Regions from separate parts of the Mus musculus genome. Here region 2 is linked to region 1. A link is a contact called in public Hi-C data. All regions are on one chromosome and are shown on one strand. The core of a region is the stretch at or near the end of the contact, and the rest is flanking DNA. Distances in the headings are between cores, read along the strand shown. Region 1 holds the start of Zfpm1 (zinc finger protein, multitype 1). Region 2 holds the start of Irf2bp2 (interferon regulatory factor 2 binding protein 2).

The links. Hi-C and Micro-C count contacts between places; a contact is called where the count stands out from the background.
Region 2: a contact with region 1 is called in a Hi-C map of B cells, with 6 read pairs. The contact joins the promoter of Irf2bp2 here to the promoter of Zfpm1 in region 1.

Annotation. Positions count from the first base shown.
Region 1 is chr8:122,279,817-122,283,647 of GRCm38.p6, forward strand. Zfpm1 (zinc finger protein, multitype 1) reads left to right here and starts at 2,325. Exons shown (of 10, transcript NM_009569.4): 1 at 2,325-2,706. The coding sequence starts at 2,667. All of the region lies in intron 1 of Gm39269 (a long non-coding RNA gene), which reads right to left. RefSeq lists an enhancer at 2,939-3,182.
Region 2 is chr8:126,592,020-126,595,780 of GRCm38.p6, forward strand. Irf2bp2 (interferon regulatory factor 2 binding protein 2) reads right to left here and starts at 1,967. Exons shown (of 2, transcript NM_001164598.2): 1 at 421-1,967. The coding sequence starts at 1,417. It overlaps Gm31546 (a long non-coding RNA gene), which reads right to left. Exons shown (of 2, transcript XR_388210.1): 2 at 2,246-3,643.

The DNA.
Region 1 (3,831 bases), core at 1,075-3,574:
AGTCGGGCAAAGAATGGCCCCATCTCACCTTCCTGCATCCCAGGAAGACATTACTAATCAAAAGCCACAGTTTTCTCTCATGACTCTCAGATGTCCACTCAACGCTGCTCTTATCCAGCACTTCCAGCCTGAGTGTTACTTACCGAGTACCCAGCCTCTCACCATATGCCAGCCTCTAGTCACCTCCCAGGACTCCCAGACCCTAAGCCTCATCTCCTTGTAAAGTGCTCTTCCCTTAAGAAGATGGAAATAGACAAATTATGCCTTGTCCAGTTCGTAAGCATCTTGGGGCTACTAGACTGAGAAGACCCAGCCAATGTGGGGACCCCAGCTATAGAAGGATGGCTCCTCTGAGAAGAGCTAGAAAGCCAGACAGCCTTGTACAAATCTTGGATCTGGGCCTTGGTGTTCCTGTATGACCAACAGAGGGGGCAGCATTCAGTCCCACTAGCCAGTCCTGCACAGTGCCCTTCACTGAGTGTACAGGGTGTCAGGGAAGAGGCGACCACCTCTCTCTTCTTTGCAAGGACCTCAGTATCAGAAGCTGTAAAGAAATAGGTCTCATACCCAGAACGCCTGGTACCTGGCATCTGGCAAACTTCCAAGGGGACATGGATGGTGACAGTTGTACCAACCGAAGACTGCCTACCAGGTAGGTGGGGGACCATGTGTCTTCTCTGTGGAGACCTTTCTGATTCTCTGTGTGCTATGAAGAGAGGCAGTAGACATCAACGGTGCCCATTTGGTTTGCTTTGGATGAGGACATGACCCCATCCGAAGCTGCGTTGATCTTGTGCATGTCTCAAGTTTCAATATCCTCACAGAACAAGAGGCACATTCTTGACCTGGGTCTGGAGCACACTGCGTGGGCACTGGAAACCTGCCTCCTTAGGCTGTGACAGCAGAGGAAGCTGGGGGAATGGGGGAACACCTCCTTGGCAGATGTTCACTGTGGCATCGGCTGCGGTTAAACAAGGCCAGCTGACCTCTGGCTCCTCCCGGATTTCCGGGCAGGTCTGAGTTCAAGAAGGAAAAACCTGAGGTTCCCTCCCCTCCCCTCCAATTAGGCATAAGACTGAACCACTTGAGGCTACCCACAGTCATCGGAAGCTGCAAATCTCATACTGAAGCTTCCTTCTGGATCAGAGTCTCTGTCAACTTTCAAAGTCCAGCAAAAATTTAGTGTCCAGGCCTCGGGCATCCAGACCCCACTGCTGGCTCCCTGAAAGGCACAGCTTCAAGGGGCAGCACAACTTAAGCCATGGGGGCGGAGCTCCAGAGCGGAGGGGCAGGGCCAGACAAGCTAGGGGCCTGTGCCGCGGGGCTGCTGCACAGGTCTCCAAGGGGCAGAACAGGTCTCCAAGTCCTAAATAGGCCTGCGGACATAACCTCAGGAAACTACAACTAACTAAGAAGGCTAGAGGTCTATCTAGAAACGAGGGTGGGAATTCGGGACAAGGCCGGCGCGACCTGGGGCCAGCCCAGGGGCCAGCCCGGAGGAGGTGAGGACAAAGCTGAGGATTGGACAGACGTGGGCAAGGCCTGTGTTGGGGGCGGGGAAGGACCAGGCCTGTGCGAAGGACTACGGAGCAGAGGCGGGGCCAGGGAGAAGGCGGGCCTACGGAGGCGTGGCGAAGGCAAAGAAGGAGGAGACGTGGGCGGAGCCAGCACCTGGAAGGGCGGGTTGTGGGCGTGGCCAGCAGGGTGGCAAGGAATACAGGGGCGGAGCCCGTGGGAAGGACTAGTAAAGGGGCGGGATCAGTTTGAGGACAGCTGAGGCTGTGCTCTTGTGAGGAGGACGAGCAAAGGGAGTCAACAAGAGAGTGTAGCTGAGGAGCAGGGTCACTGTGAGGGCGGGGCAGGGGCAGGGACAACGTGGGGAGGACAACTGATAGGCGGGATCAGGGTAATAAGGTTGCTGAGGGACAGGGTCGACGAAAGGAGGACGGCTGAGGAGCGGGGGTCAATGTGAGGAGGACGGCTGAGGGGCGGGGTCAACGCGAGGAGGGACGGCCGAAGGGCGGGACCAATGTGGGAAGAATCGGCTGAAGGGCGGGGTCAGCGCGAGGAGCACAGATGAGGGGTGGAGCCAGCGCGAGGACAGAAGGCCCGGCCCAGGCTGGGTGAGTACGCGGAAGTCGGTGCAAGCAGAGAAAAGACGAGCGCTAGTTTGGGGCGGGGCCAGTGGGAAGGACGGCCTGAGGGCGGGGTCAGCACGGGTGGGAAGGCGCTACCGCGGAGGACGGTCCGGGGCGTGGCGAGAGGCGGGGCCCGCCGCCAGCTACGCGAAGGCCCCGCCCGCCTGGCCAGCCTGCGGGGAGCGCCCTGGCGGCGGCCGCCGGTTCGCCGCTCGCGGCTCGCAGGTTCCATTGAGAAAAGCTGAGCGGCGGCGGCGGCGGCGTCTGCGCCGGAGCAGAGAAGCCGCCACCAGCCCGCCGCCCGCCGGGCAGTCCGCGCGCCCGAGCGCAGGGCCGTGGCCTCGGGCCTCCGCGGCGGCGCCGGCGGCCCACGCGCGGCGCGGCGGGCTGGGGGCGCGGGCCGAGGCAGCCGTGGAGCCCGCGGGCCGGGGGCATGAGCCGCCCCGCTACCCCGCCGCGCCCCTGCCGCCCGCCGCCGCCCGCCAGGGGCTAGAGGCGGCCGCCGCGAGGGCGCGCGGCGCCGGAGACATGTCCAGGAGGAAACAGAGCAATCCCCGGCAGATCAAGCGTGAGTCAAACTTTGCCCGTGGTGCCCGCCAGACCCCCGCTGGCGCCCCGCCGCCCCGCGCCGCCCCTGCGCGGCCGCCCAACCCCGCTGCGCCCGCGACCTTCACCCCGCGCCGCGCCCCCCGCGCCGAGTGCCAAGCGCGCCGTAATCTAATCTCTGCCGGCGGGCAGGGCCCCCGCGTCTCAGCATGGGCACCCAGGGGGTCCGGGCCCCAGAGAGGGTGGCGGGTCCCGAGAGCCGGAAGGAGAGTGTCTGGGGGCGCGGCTCCAGCAGAGCCGGGCCACCTCGCAGCCTGCACCTCCCCCGCATCCGAGATGGTGCGGCGATAGGGCGGCCCCGATCTGGGCTCAGATAAAGTTTAAAATATTCCATTCTGCAAGTCCCATCCTGATAAGATCGCTCTGTCGGGACGGGCTGAAATTGTGATCTTATCTGGCGTGCTTGACTCTCCCAGGCTTTGTATCTAGAGGCAGAAGGAGAAAGACCTGGGAGTAAGGGGGACTTGGGACTGCGGGGACCGGCCGGCGCCCACCGCAGCGCTTTGGCTGCAGAGCGACAAGGCAGCGGAATAGGTAGTGGAGGCTGCTCCAACCTAGGCATTTGGCACTGGCTGACCAAACCCCCTTTATCCGCTCCGGCTCTGGAGTTTTCGATCCGACCTCTGCCTGCTGGGGGACATGTGGAGATCCGACCCACCAACTGCCCCTAACAACGCTACACGAATGGATGCCCATGGGCACCGCTCTCTCCACCTCCATCCGAGGGGTTATCCTGAACCATCCAGGGACCTCAGGCACTCAAACGTTGTTCCCGAGTGAAGTTTCTCGCAGGTTCTCCCGTGGGCACTTTCCCGAGCAAGGCAGACCCTATAATCCTACATCATCCGTGCCCCCCTACAGTAAGACCCTCCTGGGCTCTTGGGGCTACCAGGTTGCGGGGCCTCTTGGCTGCTCTAGGAGCGAGTAAGCACACAGGAAGAGCTCCTCCCCACGCCACACCAATAATAACTTCGCGCCTCTCCCGGCAGGGCGCGGGGCTTCCTCCCCGGAGCTTCCCTTTGGCGAGAGCGACAGGTCATCTGGGCTGCCCAGGAGGTGACGGGAGGGGGGCTGGGCATCCGGCTTT
Region 2 (3,761 bases), core at 717-3,216, 4.3 Mb after region 1:
CCAGACCAGCTCATGTGACTGCATTTAGCAGACAGGTTAAAGGGTGACTGCTGCCCTCACGCTTCCATCCAAGAATGTGCTGGGAAAGGAAAACCCCGTGTCGCTGCCTATCAACCCGTTCTGACTCATCCCTGTTGTGCTGGTTCAGCAGAGGGACCACGTTGCCACTAAGCTCTGGTTCAGCCCCGGGCCGACCAGGAAGTTGGCTGTTTGTTGTTTCTGGATTAAGGCAAAACTGTGCATGGAAGAATGGATCCCTACCACCCACCCACCCACCCACCCACCCACGCGCACACACGCACGCGCGCGCGCGCACACACACACACACACACACACACACACGGGTGGGCGGGCGCTCAAACGCTGCCTCTAACCCCACGCCCTCCATCCCTTCTCCCCTCGCCCCGCAGTCGCCCCTACCTGCTTTAGACCCGTTGGCCCCGTTGGCCTCGAAACCCAACAACCTGCCTGCTGCAGTCAGAGCCGGCTCCTTCTTGAACTTGCTCTCGAAGGGCCCCGAGTGGCCGTGCTGGTGCAGCGCCAGGAGCGTGTCCCGCACCGTCTTAGGCCTGCTGGCCCAGTCCTGCTCCCCGGGCGCGCGGCCTTTGCCTGCACCCTCGGCGCTCAGCTCGCTGGCCCCGGCCGCGCTGGATAAGCTGTCGGCCGGACTCCGGTGCGCGGGCTGCGCCTTCTCCTTGCTCGGCTCGCGCGCCTCGTGCTCCGCCGCCGCGCTCGACACAGACGCCGGGCGTTTGTGGGTGCCCAACTCGGCGGGCTGAGCTCCCAGGCCCGGTGTTCCGCTCACCGCGGCCAGTGTGGCCGCAGCACGGCCGCTCAACCCCAGCGCGGCAGAACCGTTGACCAGAGGCACCAGAGTGGGCGGAACGGCGTGTGCACGCCGAGGGTTCGGGCTCTGGCGATTCAGCTCCGGCGGCTCCTCCAGTTTGGAGAACCCGTTGGGCACCAGGATGCCGTTCGCCGGCGCGGACTGCTGCGCGGCCGACTGTGGGAGGCCTGCACCCGCACGCGTGCTGAAGTCGGAGGCCAGGCGCGGGGCACGATCCGGCGCCAGCGGGTAGCGCTCCATAGCCTGAGCGCGCGCGGCCTCGGCGCCCGCGTGGCCCAGCTGCGGCGGCGGCTGCAGCAGTAGGTCCTTGGCCGACAGTGGCGGTGGCTTGGCGGCTGCGGGCTGTGCACCGGTCGGGGAGCGGCCCTCCGGGAAGCAGCCGTGAGCACGCTTCAGCTGGCGGGCCGTCTCGATGACGAACTCCACGCGGTCGGCTCCCTCGTAGTTGACGCAGCCGCGGCACACGGGCTCCGTGAAGTCCCAGATCATGGCCCAGGGCATGCGGGGCAGGTCACACAGATAGCACGACTGGCGCCGAGAGGCGGCCGCCACCGCCACCGCCGCGGCCATGTCCGCACAGCCCGCCGCGCCGCAGGAGGAGCCGGGTGAGGGGACGCCGCCGCCCCCCGTGGATCCCGCGCGCGCGCGCCGGCCGGCCCAAGCCCGCGTCTGCGCGACTAGCGGCGGCGGCGGCCGCAGGCGAGGAGGCGGCGGCGGCAGAGCCCGGGCCGGCGCGGCGCCCGCGCGGCGCCCCCGGGGCACGAGGGGCGGCGGGCGCGCGGCGGGGCGCGCCTGCAGGTCCCCACGGGCGGCGGGGCGGCGCGGCGCGCGCGGGGGCGGCGGCTCGGCCGGGGCCGCGGGCTGGGGCCTCCAGACCGGGGCAAAGACGGGCCGCGAGCGCAGCAGGTCGCGCTGGCGCCCGGGGCGCAGAGCCGCGCGAGGTACGGGGGACGCGGGGCAGCCGCCGGGGCAGCTCAGCCCGAGCGGCGGGGCATGCCGCGCGCGGCGGCGTGCAGCTCGGTCCCGGGCCCCGGCGCGGCCGCTGCACAGCACCCACTGCGCCTCAGCTCCTGCGCCGCCGCTGTTGCTGCTGCTACCGCCGCGGCCGCTCCACTTCTACAGACTTGATTCTTCGACAGCTCTGCACGGCGCCTGCGCGGCCCCCTCCCTCCCTGGCGCGCGCGGCCCCGTGCGCCCGCCCTCCTTCCCTCCCTCCCTCCCTCTGCGCTCTCTCGCGCGCCACCCTGGATTCTTCCGTTTCTCGATCGCGTGCGCGCCGGGACTGAGGCGCAGACCAGTTCACGCGGCCCTAGCGCCGCAGGTGTGCAGCTCGCGTCCCCAAGAGTCCCGTGTCACCCCGCCTACCCAGCCAGGATGCTCCAACCCATGGCCCTGTTCTTTCGATTAAATCGTGCAAACTGTTTTATTTTACATGCAATGCCACTTTATCACTTGGTTACTGGCAGCCTCCTGAGCATGGAATTTGGAGCATAGCGAGGCGCACTTTGGACTTTTCCTTGTTAGCGTCTCACTTGGCTTCAGCTGGGCGCGCGCACGCTATCAACACTCTGCCCTGTTTTGGTCGAGGAAGCAACTACACACTGCCGCTGCCCCTTTAAGTTTTACAAAAACTTAGTGCTCAGGCAGGCCCGGCCTCTTTTGCGCGTGCACTGAAAGGAGGACGCACAGGCCCGAGGCTCCTCAGGCGCCGCCGCCCAGCGTCTTATGTAGGTCTGTGCAGCGAGCGCGTGACGTGGGCAAGGGACGCTGCCACTGCGCAAACTCCACATAAGACGTGCCCAGCGCCGCGGGCCCTGGGGCCGCGCCGAGCTAGTGCACATTCCAGGGATCTGGGCTCTGCAGCGCACCGCGTCACGGCTCAGGACCCGCCCCCGGTCTCTGGCTAGTAGGCCCTGCCCCACCGCCTCCGCGGGGCCGAACTTCGAGTGGCCAACTCTGGGCGCGCGCTGTCCCCTTTGCGCCTAGGGCGTGCGCTGGCGGGTGGACTTGGCTGTCTGTTGTACCATCCGGCTTAGCCCAGTGGGCACAGACGCGCCTGGCAGCATCGCTTCGTTGTTCCCTTCCACGCTGGGCAGTGAGGGCTGCCCAGAGTGGACGGAACACCGAATTGTACACTTTGGTAGGGAGCAGGGACTGGTGTGTGCTGTCAGTGGTCGGTCAGTCAGGCTCTGATTTGAGACCTACTACTCTGAGTAAGAGCCGCTTTTGCTTTTGTGGTGAACAACGCAGGTCCACCTCTCTCCCCAAGATTGGAATGGGCTGGTTAAGTGTGGGAAGAGCAGGGTACTAAGTACATTAGCTTTCCTACAACTGGATTGGAAGGTGGAAAGGGAGGGGGGAAAAATCTGCTGACCTTTTTTTCTCCGGTGGCTGCTATTGAAAAATGCCAGGTTGCTTCAAAGAATAGCCACAAGAGGAAACACGCCCCACAGAGAAGCAGCCCAGAGAGCTGTTTAGAGCACAAGAATAAACCTGTTGGAGGTGGCACAGAAAGCTTAGCGCCAGATGCCAAGGGCGTCCACAGGCTAACCTTGAACGTCTCTCTCGGGGCTTTCCAGAGAAGGTACATCTGTGTCAAGGGCCTCCCCAGCTCCCCTTCCAGTCACAAGCCTGCCTCACCCTCTCCAAGCCTGGAATGGGGCCTACCCGGATCCATTCCCAGAAGCAGCTGGTGCCAGCTGGTTTGGGCACCTGCTCCAGGACCTGTCAGTCTGGTCACTCTCTTCCAAGACCCTGTGTCACTCATCTGAGCACGTGATTTTGACCGTGCAGAACCTGAGTGGAGGAGATGAAGCTGCCCTGACTGCAGAGTCATCTCAGTGCCCTGAGAGATGGCCCACTAGGCAGACACAGAAACATTAAAACAAAGCAGAACCTCCCTTGAAAGCCTGGC